Linked DNA regions of Sus scrofa: region 2 is linked to region 1. A link is a contact called in public Hi-C data. All regions are on one chromosome and are shown on one strand. Each heading gives the region's core, a stretch centred on a gene start, on an enhancer-like site or on the middle of the called end of the contact. The rest is flanking DNA. Distances are from core to core; before and after follow the strand shown. Region 1 overlaps MCU (calcium uniporter protein, mitochondrial). Region 2 overlaps MCU (calcium uniporter protein, mitochondrial).

Evidence for each region. A called contact is a pair of places that touch in the nucleus more often than the background predicts.
Region 2: a Hi-C map of omental adipose tissue shows a contact between it and region 1, with 1.7 times the contacts expected there. The contact joins two enhancer-like sites. A contact is called at or near these places in 1 of 5 promoter capture datasets (liver), 19 of 47 Hi-C or Micro-C datasets (alveolar macrophages, brain, embryonic fibroblasts and 12 more) and 1 of 2 datasets of contacts at active chromatin or transcription factors (skeletal muscle).

Annotation. Positions count from the first base shown.
Region 1 is chr14:75,522,964-75,528,983 of Sscrofa11.1, reverse strand. The region is part of intron 1 of MCU (calcium uniporter protein, mitochondrial); the gene reads right to left. Among named protein-coding and RNA genes, the nearest start is that of MCU, 7.4 kb to the right of the region's middle. Within about 2 kb of position 3,358, at least 9 of the 83 cell types and tissues checked have an H3K27ac peak or open chromatin away from gene starts, as enhancers often do. A contact at or near this core is called in omental adipose tissue, where this site is marked.
Region 2 is chr14:75,662,911-75,668,930 of Sscrofa11.1, reverse strand. All of the region lies in intron 1 of MCU (calcium uniporter protein, mitochondrial), which reads right to left. Among named protein-coding and RNA genes, the nearest start is that of OIT3, 60 kb to the left of the region's middle. Within about 2 kb of position 3,165, at least 1 of the 83 cell types and tissues checked has an H3K27ac peak or open chromatin away from gene starts, as enhancers often do. A contact at or near this core is called in omental adipose tissue, where this site is marked.

The sequences.
Region 1 (6,020 bases), core at 2,109-4,608:
TTTTTTTAAGGTAAGAGTATCATACACACAATGCTTAATATTCCCTAATGGGAATCAAATATTACAAAAATGGAAAGTTAAAGAGAACAAAGTCCAAGAAAATTATTCAAAAGTATTCTTCTAATAAATGACTATAACATTAAGAGTTTCTGCTTTGGGACAGTATAATACAGGGAATATAGTATTTCAAAAGAGATTTGCTGAGTGCTCATCATGCTATTTGAATTTTTTTTTTTTTTTTTTTTTTTTTTTTTTTTTTGCCTTTTTAGCGCCATACCCATGGCATATGGAAGTTTCCAAGCTAGGGGCCGAATCGGAGCTATAGCCACTGGCCTACACCACAGCCACAGCAACTCAGGATCCAAGCCAAGTCTGCAACCTAAACCATAGCTCAGTGGCAACGCCAGAACCCTAATCCACTGAGTAAGGCCAAGGATCGAACCTGCGTTCTCATGGATCCTAACTGGGTTCATTAGCCACTGAGCCACAACAGAAGTGTGAATTTTTCATACTGCTATGCAAATCTTCCAGATAATAGTAGATGGAATAGGGGTGGGAAGTCAGAAATAAGAGGGTAAGGTGGGTATCTGATTTGATATGTAGATGTTTTAATTGTTTAAAAATAATTAGGAGTTTCCATCATGGCTCAGCAGTATCGAACCCGACTAGTACCCATGAGGAGGTGAGTTCAATCCCTGGCCTCACTCAGTGGGTTAAGGATCCAGAGTTGCCATGAGCTGTGATATAGGTCACAGATGTGGCTCAGATCCTGCCTTCTGTGGCTATGGTGTTGGCTGACAGCTGCAGCTCTAATTCAGCCTCTAGCCTGGGAAACTCCACATGCCACAGATGTGGCCCTAAAAAGCAAATAATAATAATAATAATAAAACAAGGTTTCTTCTTTTTTTTTTAGGGCCACACCACAACATATGGAAGTTTCCAGACCAGGGGTCAAATCAGAGCTACAGCCACTGGCCTATGCCACAGCCATGGCAACACCGGATCCAAGCCACCTATACCATAGCTTGCAGCAATGCCAGATCTTTAACCCACTGCACAAAGCCAGGGATCAAACCCACATCCTCACCAACAATATGTCAGGTCCTTAACCCGCTGAACCCGCAATGAGAACTCCTAAACCAGTTTTTTTTTTTTTTTTTAAATACAAAAGTAGAGGTGTAGATAAAACAACAAAGTATATTTAACATGACTACAAAAAAAAAACACATAAAAAAGGTCAAGAAGTAAAATTTCAGTGCCTGAATAATATAGTTTTGACTTAAACTGCCTTTCTACCTGGTACTAGCTGAGTGATAGTCCACATTCAATTGCCCAGTTCTATCAACTCTACTTCCTAATCTTCCTTCTCTCTAGTCCCTTTTCTCTATCCTCAATGTACTGTCCCAGTTCAGGCATCTTTTGCCTGGTCCATTAAGATGTTCTACACTGGTGTCTGTCTTCCTGGTACCATTCTCTCCAATGAAGCCTTCATACTGCTGCCAGTGTGACCTATCTAAAAGCACAAACCTAACCATGCAATTCCCCTACTTGAAATTCTTCCAACACTCACACACTGACAAGCAGTATTTTTCCAAACTGTGGCTTAAATTGTAGAATCAATTTAAGTGGGTCCCAACCAGTATTTCCTTAAGAAAACAGAAGAGAAACTATGCATGCCTCATACAAAGTAAAAATATTGTTTATGAGACTTTTCATAGTTTTATACACACATGCACATGCTCAGTCATAATAAAAAATGTATTTCTGTGGATTGGGTTTTTTAAAAAAAAAAAAAAAAAAACCACTGATCCGCATAATAAAATTTCAGCTCCTTCAGAAGTCCTTTCATGGTCTGATCCTGCATCATAGCAAGTGATTAAGAGACAGTCTCTGGGAGCTCCCGTCGTGGCACAGTGGTTAATGAATCCAACTAGGAACCACGAGGTTGCGGGTTCGAACCCTGGCCTTGCTCAGGGGGTTGACGATCTGGAGTTGCCTGAGCTGTGGTGTAGGCTGCAGACTCGGCTGGGGTCCCGAGTTGCTGTGGCTCTGACGTAGACTGGCGGCTACAGCTCTGATTGGACCCCTAGCCTGGGAACCTCCATATGCCACGAGAGTGGCCCAAGAAATAGCAAAAAGACAAAAAAAAAAAAAAAAAAGAGAAGACAGTCTCTGGAGCCAGACTGCTTGGTTCATATGCTGGGTATGTCTGTAGCTATCTATATTACCCTGGGCAAATCATTTCCTAACTGTGTGTCACTAACCGGCTGTGATCCTAGGCAAATCATTTAACCAATCTGGGGTAACTCAGTTTCACTATCTGTAGAGCTAGGATAAGAACAGCATCTATTCATCAGAATTAAATGAGACCATGTACAATGCTTTGCACATGGTACAATTGATAAATATTAATTACTATTGGTATCACTACTATTATCCAGCCTAATCTCCAGCTATTCTTGCCCATACTCCGGTTGTAACAAATTACTGGTTGCTTCTCAAAAAAAACTTACTCCCTCATACTGTCATGTTAGATAGTAATGCTGCCTGGAATTTGAACCAAGCATTCCAATACCCCACACCTCAAAATTTCCCCATATTTCAGCTCAAACAAGGCCTCCCATGTGAAGCCTTCATCAACATTCTCAGGTAGTCCTAAGTGCTCCCAATGAACCCTCAAAGGAAAAAAAAAAAAAAAAAAAGCACAGCCAGTTACAGTCTTATGTATGAGTATCTCCTGGCTAGACTGAGAACTTTTAGGACCACAACAGAAACAGCTCTTTTCCAGCACAGTGTCTCACTAAGAACAGGAATTCCATAGATATTTTCTGAATGACTCCCAGTTGGTTAACTTTCCAGGTCTTCATTTTCCCATCTGTACAATGGGGAGAGTATTTTGCCTGAAGGGTTGTTGTGGAATATACTATACAATGTTATAAAAGTGCTTGATATAGAAGTAATACTCAGTAAGTACCAGATTTAGTGGATGTGACTTTTCAGAATCTTAAACTAAATTTCAAAGATCTCTGGGGAGGTAATACCTTAGATCCCTTAGCAGCTAATTCCTTGGGGGCTGGGTGGAGAAAAATTTTAAAAATGCAGTCAGTGGAGTTCCTGTTGTGGTGCAGCAGAAACAAATTCGACTAGGAACCATGAGGTTTTGGGTTCCATTCCTGGCCTTGCTCAGAGGGTTAAGGATCCGGTGTTGCCAGGAGCTGTGGTGTAGGCCACAGACACAGCTCAAATCTGGCGTTGCTGTGGCTGTGACACAGGCTGGCAGCTGTAGCTCCAATTCGACCCCTAGCCTGGGAACCTCCATATGCCACAGGTGTGGCCCTTTTTAAATAAATAAATAATGCAGTCATGGCTCAGTGGAAATGAACCTGACTAGTATCCATGAGGACACAGGTTCAATTCCTGGCCTTGCTCATTGGGTCGGGGATCTGGCATTGCCATGAGCTGTGGTGTAGGTCACCAACTCGGCTCAGATCTGGCATTGCTGTGGCTGTGGCATAGGCCAGCAGCTACAGCTCCAATTCAACCCCTAGCCTGGGAACCTCCGTATGCTGCAGGTGCAGCCCTAAAAAGACAACCACAACAAAAAATGTAGTCAGTGGGAGGAACGGTGAGATCTCTTGGAAGAAACTTGCAGTAGATGCGTGAGAAAAGAACAGAGCTAAAGAAGCCGACTGAAAAGGAAGACCCACACTGACAACCAGCTTGGTACAGCTTTAACTCTAGCAAGACCTAGGCTTAAATCCCAGCTCCAAAACATGTGTCCATCTTCACATCCCTATCATTAAAACAATTTATGACACATAATAAGAAATGAACCCATCTAGTCCTCAATTTCCTCATCTATAAAACTAGGACAATAATACCTCTCATAGGGTTATGATGAGAATTAAATGGGGAAACACAATGCCCTCAGCTCTTAGATGCTTTCTTCTCTATCTCCTGCTCTATTTTTAAGGGTCACGTAGTTCAGCTAACCTATTTGCTTTCCTGTTATTTTATAAACTATCAGTTGCATTAATTTTCTCCAAAGTTTAAGGCAGACATACGCTTAAACATCCTGTAACACGATTAACTACAGATAAGAAGTTCAAAGTGGGCCTTCTTAGAAGGCAAAAAAGGAGTTTAAAAAATCTTGCAACCTGTAAGGCAGTACAGCTCAGGCCTGTACATTTGACACTGTCCTCTGGATAGTGTCCTATACCTAACGGGTCCACCTCAGCAATTTTCTGGTGATTATTACAAGTGCTTCCCAAATAATAAAGTAGATAATAAATAGTAAGAAAAAAATATAATGAAGCATAAAAGGTAAACATCTCACTCTTCTAGATTAATGATTTTTTTCTTTTTTTAGGGCCATATTTGCAACATATGGAAATTCCCAGGCTAGGGGTTGAACTGGAGCTGCAGCTGCCGGCCTGCCCTGCAGCTGCCACCAACACCAGATCCCTAACCCAAGGCGTGACGGATACTAGTCAGGTTCTTAACTTGTTGAGCCACAATGGGAACTCCCAATAAACATTAATGTCATTAAAGAACTTTTGAATAAGGCTCTTACTTTTAAGAGAAACGTGGGAATGCAATGTCATTATCCAGAACTGCATTAGAAAAAGTTCAATTTTAGCATGCTATTAGACTCAGGTGGTGATGTAATTTACCAAGTTATGCTTTTACCAGTATAAAAGATTCAAGCCTGTACATGGTTTATGGGTCAAACATTAACTGAACTTATTAAAATTACTTTGCTTGAAGTTAACTTTCATTTTTACACTACAAGCATTAATAAAGTGCAGTGAAATAGATTGTTTCCCTTTTCTGTTCAACCTACGAGAACAGGTTTTTTTTATCAAGTTTTTTTTTATCAAGACTGATCTACATCAGAGAATAACTATTTAAGGCTGAGTTTGAGTTTAGGTACTTATTGGAGGAATCTGACCCCAATTCACTTTTAAAAACCAATCTCAGCTTAAACATTTTTAGAAGGAAATATAAAATTATGTAATTTTGTAGGAAAAGACTGAATGGGAAAACCAGCAGATATGTAAACCATTTTCAGGTCTGTAGTAACTTGCTGGGCTATGAAGGAAAAAGCCATTTTACTGTCCCTCAACGTTTATTTCCTTAACCTACAGCTTTTCAAGATCTAAATTCCAGGACTCTTGACCCCTGCCCAGAGAAATTCCACATGCCAAGGGTCCAGCCAAAAAAAAAAAAAAAAAAAAAATTCTAGGACTCTTTTAAGTATATGTCTTACTTGGTAACATCTCAGTTTTCCCAATGATATGTTGCTCACATATGGTATTAATCAGTGAAAGAATAGAGGATTCAAGATAGCCTATATTGAATGGCTTTCTTGAAATCCTAAAAGGTAGGATTTGTACTTATTCACAGGAAAACAAACAGCAATTTTTAAGAAAAAATTACTTATTCACAGGAAAACAAACAGTAATTTTTAAGAAAACCCACAGGGGCACAAAACTAGAATATAAAAAGAAAAAAGCAACATCTCAAGAGTTATTCAGACAATGGTATCAACGAAGGGCTACTGCAGAAGACCATGCCCACTCCTTGATTTCACCTTCAAACATTAGGCAGCCCCCACACCAAAAAAGGATTCACATTCAGTTTGCTGTCTTTGACATACACCATCCTTGATGTTGCATCTTCTATTTAGATTTCTTCTTGGAGTTCCATAAAGCATAAAATAGAACACCCTGAGACTTAGAAAAGTTCAAATAAGCAGAATTTGCTGACTAGATCCAAATTTACTCATTCAAATATTTTATGGGGTTCAAAATAAGCAAGATTTAAGATAAATAAGAGTTCCTGTCATGGCTCAGTAGTTAACGAATCTGACTAGCATTCATAAGGATGCAGGTTCGAGCCCTGGCCTCCCTCAGTGGGTTAAGGATCCGGCATTACCGTGAGCTGTGGTGTAGGTCGCAGATGCGGCTCCGATCCCATGTTGCTGTGGCTGTGGTGTAGGCTGGCAGCTGCAGCTCTGA
Region 2 (6,020 bases), core at 1,916-4,415, 140 kb before region 1:
CTCCCACTCCCTCCCCCTCCCATCAGGCAGCCACAAGTCTATTTTCCAAGTCCATTATTTTCTTTTCTGTGGAGATGTTCATTTGTGCTGGATATTAGATTCCAGTTATAAGTGATATCATATGGTATTTGTCTTTGTCTTTCTGGCTCATTTCACTCAGGATGAGATTCTCTAGTTCCATCCATGCTGCTGCAAATGGCATTATGTTATTCTTTTTTATGGCTGAGTAGTATTCCACTGTGTATATATATCACATCTTCCGAATCCAATCATGTTGATGGACATTGTTTTTTATCTAGCTAAAAACAAAATAAACATGCTGTCTGCAATTCTAATGTAATCGTCCTGTGAAATTGTAAATCTCAATCTGGAATACAAGCAACAGAATCATGCACTAGCTGACTGATAATGTTTTCCTTCAGCTTTTCCATACCATAAAACAAACAAATCCACCTTTAATTAACTGGAGATTTAAAAACATCCATAAGACAAACACTATTTATCTTTAACACTCCAGCCTCATATAGATATGAGTTTGATAAACTTCCCTCCTTTTACTCTATTTAGTGAAGGGGAATTATTTTAATTTGCTTGATTTTTGAAAATATTCCTAACTTTTCAGAGTGTAACTTCAGATAATGAACACACTATTTAAAATTAATATAAAAGAATAATAGTCATGAAAGGTTTTAGTGGAGTATGGGTAAGACCAAATATGACAGTTAAGATGGTTTTCATATATAATTCAAAGCTGAAAATACTCAACCCAGAATGGTCCTCAGCTCAGTCTCTCTGACTCTAGCTGATCTCTCCCCCTGTTGAGGGATCACATGGGGGGCCAATCTCTTAGCTAACAATTCTAGCCACAATTTTACACAGTTGAGACTGAAACTGAGAGATGGCAGATCTTTATCTGTACATAGAGAGAGGTCCCTATTACCACTATCACTATCATTCTCTTCATTTTCTCAACATTCACAAGATCTAACTTTTCGAATTATTTTATTTATCCTTGGTCTGTTCTACAAAGAATTTGAGGTGACTACAACACAAGCACACCACAAATGGTGGTACATTTTTTTTTTAATCTGAAATTGAAGTTTAAAAACCAGGAGAAAGAAAAATACAAATATTAGAAAATAAAGATTGGGATAAAAGAGGTTTTGATACAAGCCATCAAAAGCTAAATAGAGGCTAAATTAAGTTCAATATTTGGCTCCAAGTCTCTGTGGTAGCCAGAATAATGCCCTCTCCACCCCCCACAAAAGATCTCCATGTCCTAATCTCTGGAATTTGTGGGTATGTTACTTGGCAAATGGAAATTAAGCTGGAAGATGGAATTAAGAGTGTCAATAAACTGAGTTTAAAATAGGGAGATTATCCTGGGTTATCTAGATAGGACCAATGTTATCACAGGGGCCTTTGAATAGAGGAAGATGTGGCTACAGAGAACGAGATAGATGCCAGTATGACAATGACCGAGAAACTCTCCTTAACGTCACTGAAGGAGAAGGTGGCCAAGGCAAGGGTGTAGCCTCTGGAAGCTGGAAAAGGCAAGGAAACAGATTCTCCTTTGGAGCCTCCAGAGAGGAACAGAGACTTGCTGACACATTCTTTTTAGCCCAGTGAGACCTGTATTGGACTTTTAACATAATAAATTTACGTTAAGCCACAAAGTTTGTTGTAATTTGTTAGAGCAACAATAAAAAACTATTCTGGCCTCCTAGGCCCCAAGACAAGAAGACAATACAATCAGTGATAATTCTCATTAATATAAGGGAGAAAGCACAACAATTTGTCAGGAAAGGGAACATATTTTCTAACACAAAGTTCTAAAAGAAATTCCTGATGCAGCATTTTACATAGGAAGCTCTGAGTAATAATAGTGGATATGAGGTTCCTCCCCAAATTCTGGGTATTAGATTAAATAAGAAATTTCATAAGATTGTTTCTTACATCATTCTTTGATAAAACATGAATCTGTCTTTATCATCTTAAAATATAATTGAGTAAAGTCAATCTTTTTTGGCAGAGTCAGCTTGATTTAAGACTGTAAATTAAAATAGCATAAATATGATGGACATTCATACAATAAAGTTCATTTAGAATTAAAAGCTATTAATAGATCTACAAGTTAATAAATCCAATTTAAAAAGTAAATTATAGAAGAATAAGCAAATTACAGTAGTCTGTATGTAAGTTTAAAAGAAATATACACGCATGCTATTGTTTTCCTTTTCACATTAATATAGTATACATAATATATTTAAACACTAAATATATGGTAAAGATATCATTTTTATGGTAATAATCTCTGGGGAGAATGAGTTTTGGAATTGGGGATGGGAACAAAGGCAGCATTAACTTTATTGTATTGCACTATATATTTATTATTTATCTTCTTAGTAAAAAAGAGCTGGTACAAATATGGCAAAATTCAAATATTTAAACTATGGGTGGTATTTCTGTTTAATTCTCTATAATTTTCTGTTTACAAAATTTCCAAATTACTGAAAAGAAAGAAAAAGCGAACTGTTTATCCTTTAAACAGTCTTCAACAAACATCATTTCTCTCAAAAAGCTTTTCCTGGGGGCTGGCAAGAAGGTTAGATTTTATTTTCTGATAAAGGCCCGGATTTTACATTAATGGAACCATACAGCATTTATTAATTTGAATTTGGCTTTTGCTGCTTAACATTACATGTATAAAATTTGTCTATGTTGTTGAGGATAGCAGTAGTTATTTTTCATCACTGCATATCTATGTATCCATTACTTGAATCTCCTGTATGAGTATTCCAAAAAGGCCATTTGGGCTATTTCCAGATTTGGCTAATGATTCTGTAGTGAATATTCTTTATGTCTTTTGGTGCACTGATGTATGCACATCCTCTGGGTATATGGCTAGGAGCAGAATTGCTGGGTCATAAGGATATACATAAGTTCACATTTAAGAGATTCTGCCAGTTTTGCAAAGTAGCAGGTAACAACTTACGTATCTACTAGCATTTAAGAGTTCCAGATGTGGAGTTCCTGTCGTGGCTCAGAGGTTAACAAACCCAACTAGTACCCATGAGAACACGGGTTCAATTCCTGGCCTCACCCAGTGGGTTAGGGATCTGGTTTGCCATGAGCTGTGTGTGGTGTAGGTCACAGACACAGCTCAGACCGTGCAGACACAGCTCAGACCCCGTGTTGCTGTGACTGTGGTATAGGCCGGCAACTGCAGCTCTGATTAGACCACTAGACTTGGAACTTCCATTTCCCTGTGCCACAGGTGCAGCCCTAAAAAACAAGAGTTCTAGATGCTTCTCATTCTTATGAATACCTGGTATTGTCAGTTCTGTTAAATTTTGGTCATTCTGGCAGGTGTGTGTGTTATCTCCCAGTAGTTTTATTACTTGATTATTAACGAGGTTGAGATTCTTTTTCTATGTTTATTGACCATTTAGATATCCTCTTGTGAGCAGCCATTCAAGTCTCTCAGTTTTTTTAATGATTATTAAATTTCTTAATATAGTTAGGATATGATAAGCCCTTTGTCAGATATATGTACTGCTAGCATCTTTCCTCACTCTGCAACTTGCTACTTCTCTCTTTATGGTATCTTGGTGAGCAAAAAAAAAAAAAAAAAAATTTAATGTAATCCAATTAGCAATCTTTTCCGTTATGATTAGCACTTTTTGTATCCTGTTTAAGAAATCTTTTCCTACTCTGAGGGCATGAAGATATTCTCTATGGTTTATTTAACAAGCTTTATAATTTTACTTTTCACTTTTATATCTATATTTTATCTAGAAGTGTTTGTTTGTTTGTTTAAGTTCCCAGGCCAGGAACAGAATCTGAGGCAGAGCTGCAACCTATGCAACAGCTGCAGCAACACTGGATCCTTAACACACTGCAAGGGGCCGGGGATTGAACTGGCACCTCCACAGAGACAAGCTGGATCATTAACCCACTGCGCCACAGCAGCAAATCCACCTAGAAGTTTTAAAAAAATCTTTTGCAAGGTGAGGTCAAGATTAAATTTATTTTTCTATATGGCATCACACTGACCTAGCCCCAAGTATTGAAAAGACCATTTTTTTTCCTCCATTTAATTGAAATGGAGGATTTGTCATAAATCAAGTATGTGGTATGTCTCTGTACTATCTACTTTATTCCATTTGTCTATTCATCTCCCCTTGCACAGTTCTACACTGTCTTAATTCTTACAGCATGAAGTCTTAATATCTGGCATTGCAAACCCTTCAATTTTCTATTTATGACTGCCCTGACTATTCTTAGCCCTCTGCATTTTATTACATATTTTTAAATAAGTTTGTTAATTCCTACAAAAATTTTTCATAGGGCTTTGACTGGTATTATATTGGATACATAAATCCATTTGGGGAGAAGCAACAAACAACGTTGAGTCTTCCAAGACTTGTTTTATGGCCTATTTTATGGTCAATTTTAGAAAACGTTCCATGTACATTAGAAAATAGCCAAGTATCTACACTTGTATGTGGTGTTGCCAGAGGCTTTTTTTTTTTTTTTAGCATTATAAAGGTGTATATTATCCAAGTTCAAGCTATAGATGAAATGAATATTAAAAACTGAGTAAATGAATATTTTAGATCTTAATTTTCATTAAAATGCCGTATTGGTATAAATCATTTTCTTTTTTTTAAATAATTTTTTTATTTTCCCGCTGTACAGTAAGGGGGTCAGGTTATCCTTACATGTATACATTGCAATTACATTTTTTCCCCCACCCTTTCTTCTGTTGCAACATGAGTATCTAGACATAGTTCTCAATGCTATTCAGCAGGATCTCCTTATAAATCTATTCTAAGTTGTGTCTGATAAGCCCAAGCTCCTGATCCCTCCCACTCCCTCCCCCTCCCATCAGGCAGCCACAAGTCTCTTCTCCAAGTCCATGATTTTCTTTTCTGAGGAGATGTTCATTTGTGCTGGATATTAGATTCCAGTTATAAGTGATATCATATGGTATTTGTCTTTGTCTTTCTGGCTCATTTCACTCAGAATGAGATTCTCTAGTTCCATCCATGTTGCTGCAAATGGCATTATGTCATTCCTTTTTATGGCTGAGTAGTATTCCATTGTGTATATATACCACCTCTTCTGAATCCAATCATCTGTCGATGGACATGTGGGTTGTTTCCATGTCCTGGCTATCGTGAATAGTGCTGCAATGAACATGCGGGTGCACGTGCCTCTTTTAAGTAGAGTTTTGTCCAGATAGATGCCCAAGAGTGGGATTGCGGGGTCATATGGAAGTTCTATGTACAGACTTCTAAGGTATCTCCAAACTGTTCTCCATAGAGGCTGTACCAGTTGACATTCCCACCAACAGTGCAGGAGGGTTCCCTTTTCTCCACAGCCCCTCCAGCACTTGTTGTTTGTGGATTTATTAATGATGGCCATTCTGACTGGTGTGAGGTGGTATCTCATGGTAGTTTTGATTTGCATTTCTCTTATAATCAGCGATGTTGAGCATTTTTTCATGTGTTTGTTGGCCATCTGTATATCTTCTTTGGAGAAATGTCTATTCAGGTCTTTTGCCCATTTTTCCATTGATTGATTGGCTTTTTTGCTGTTGGGTTGTATAAGTTGTTTATATATTCTAGAGATGAAGCCCTTGTCAGTGGCATCATTTGAAACTGTTTTCTCCCATTCTGTAAGTTGTCTTTTTGTTTTCTTTTTGGTTTCCTTTGCTGTGCAAAAGCTTTTCAGTTTGATGAGGTCCCATGGGTTTATTTTTGCTCTTATTTCTATTGCTTTGGGAGACTGACCTGAGAAAATATTCATGATGTTGATGTCAGAGAGTGTTTTGCCTATGTTTTCTTCTAGGAGTTTGATGGTGTCCTGTCGTATATTTAAGTCTTTCAGCCATTTGGAGTTTATTTTTGTGCATGGTGTGAGGGTGTGTTCTAGTTTCATTGCTTTGCATGCAGCTGTCCAGGTTTCCCAGCAATGCTTGCTGAATAGACTTTCTTTTTCCCATTTGATGTTCT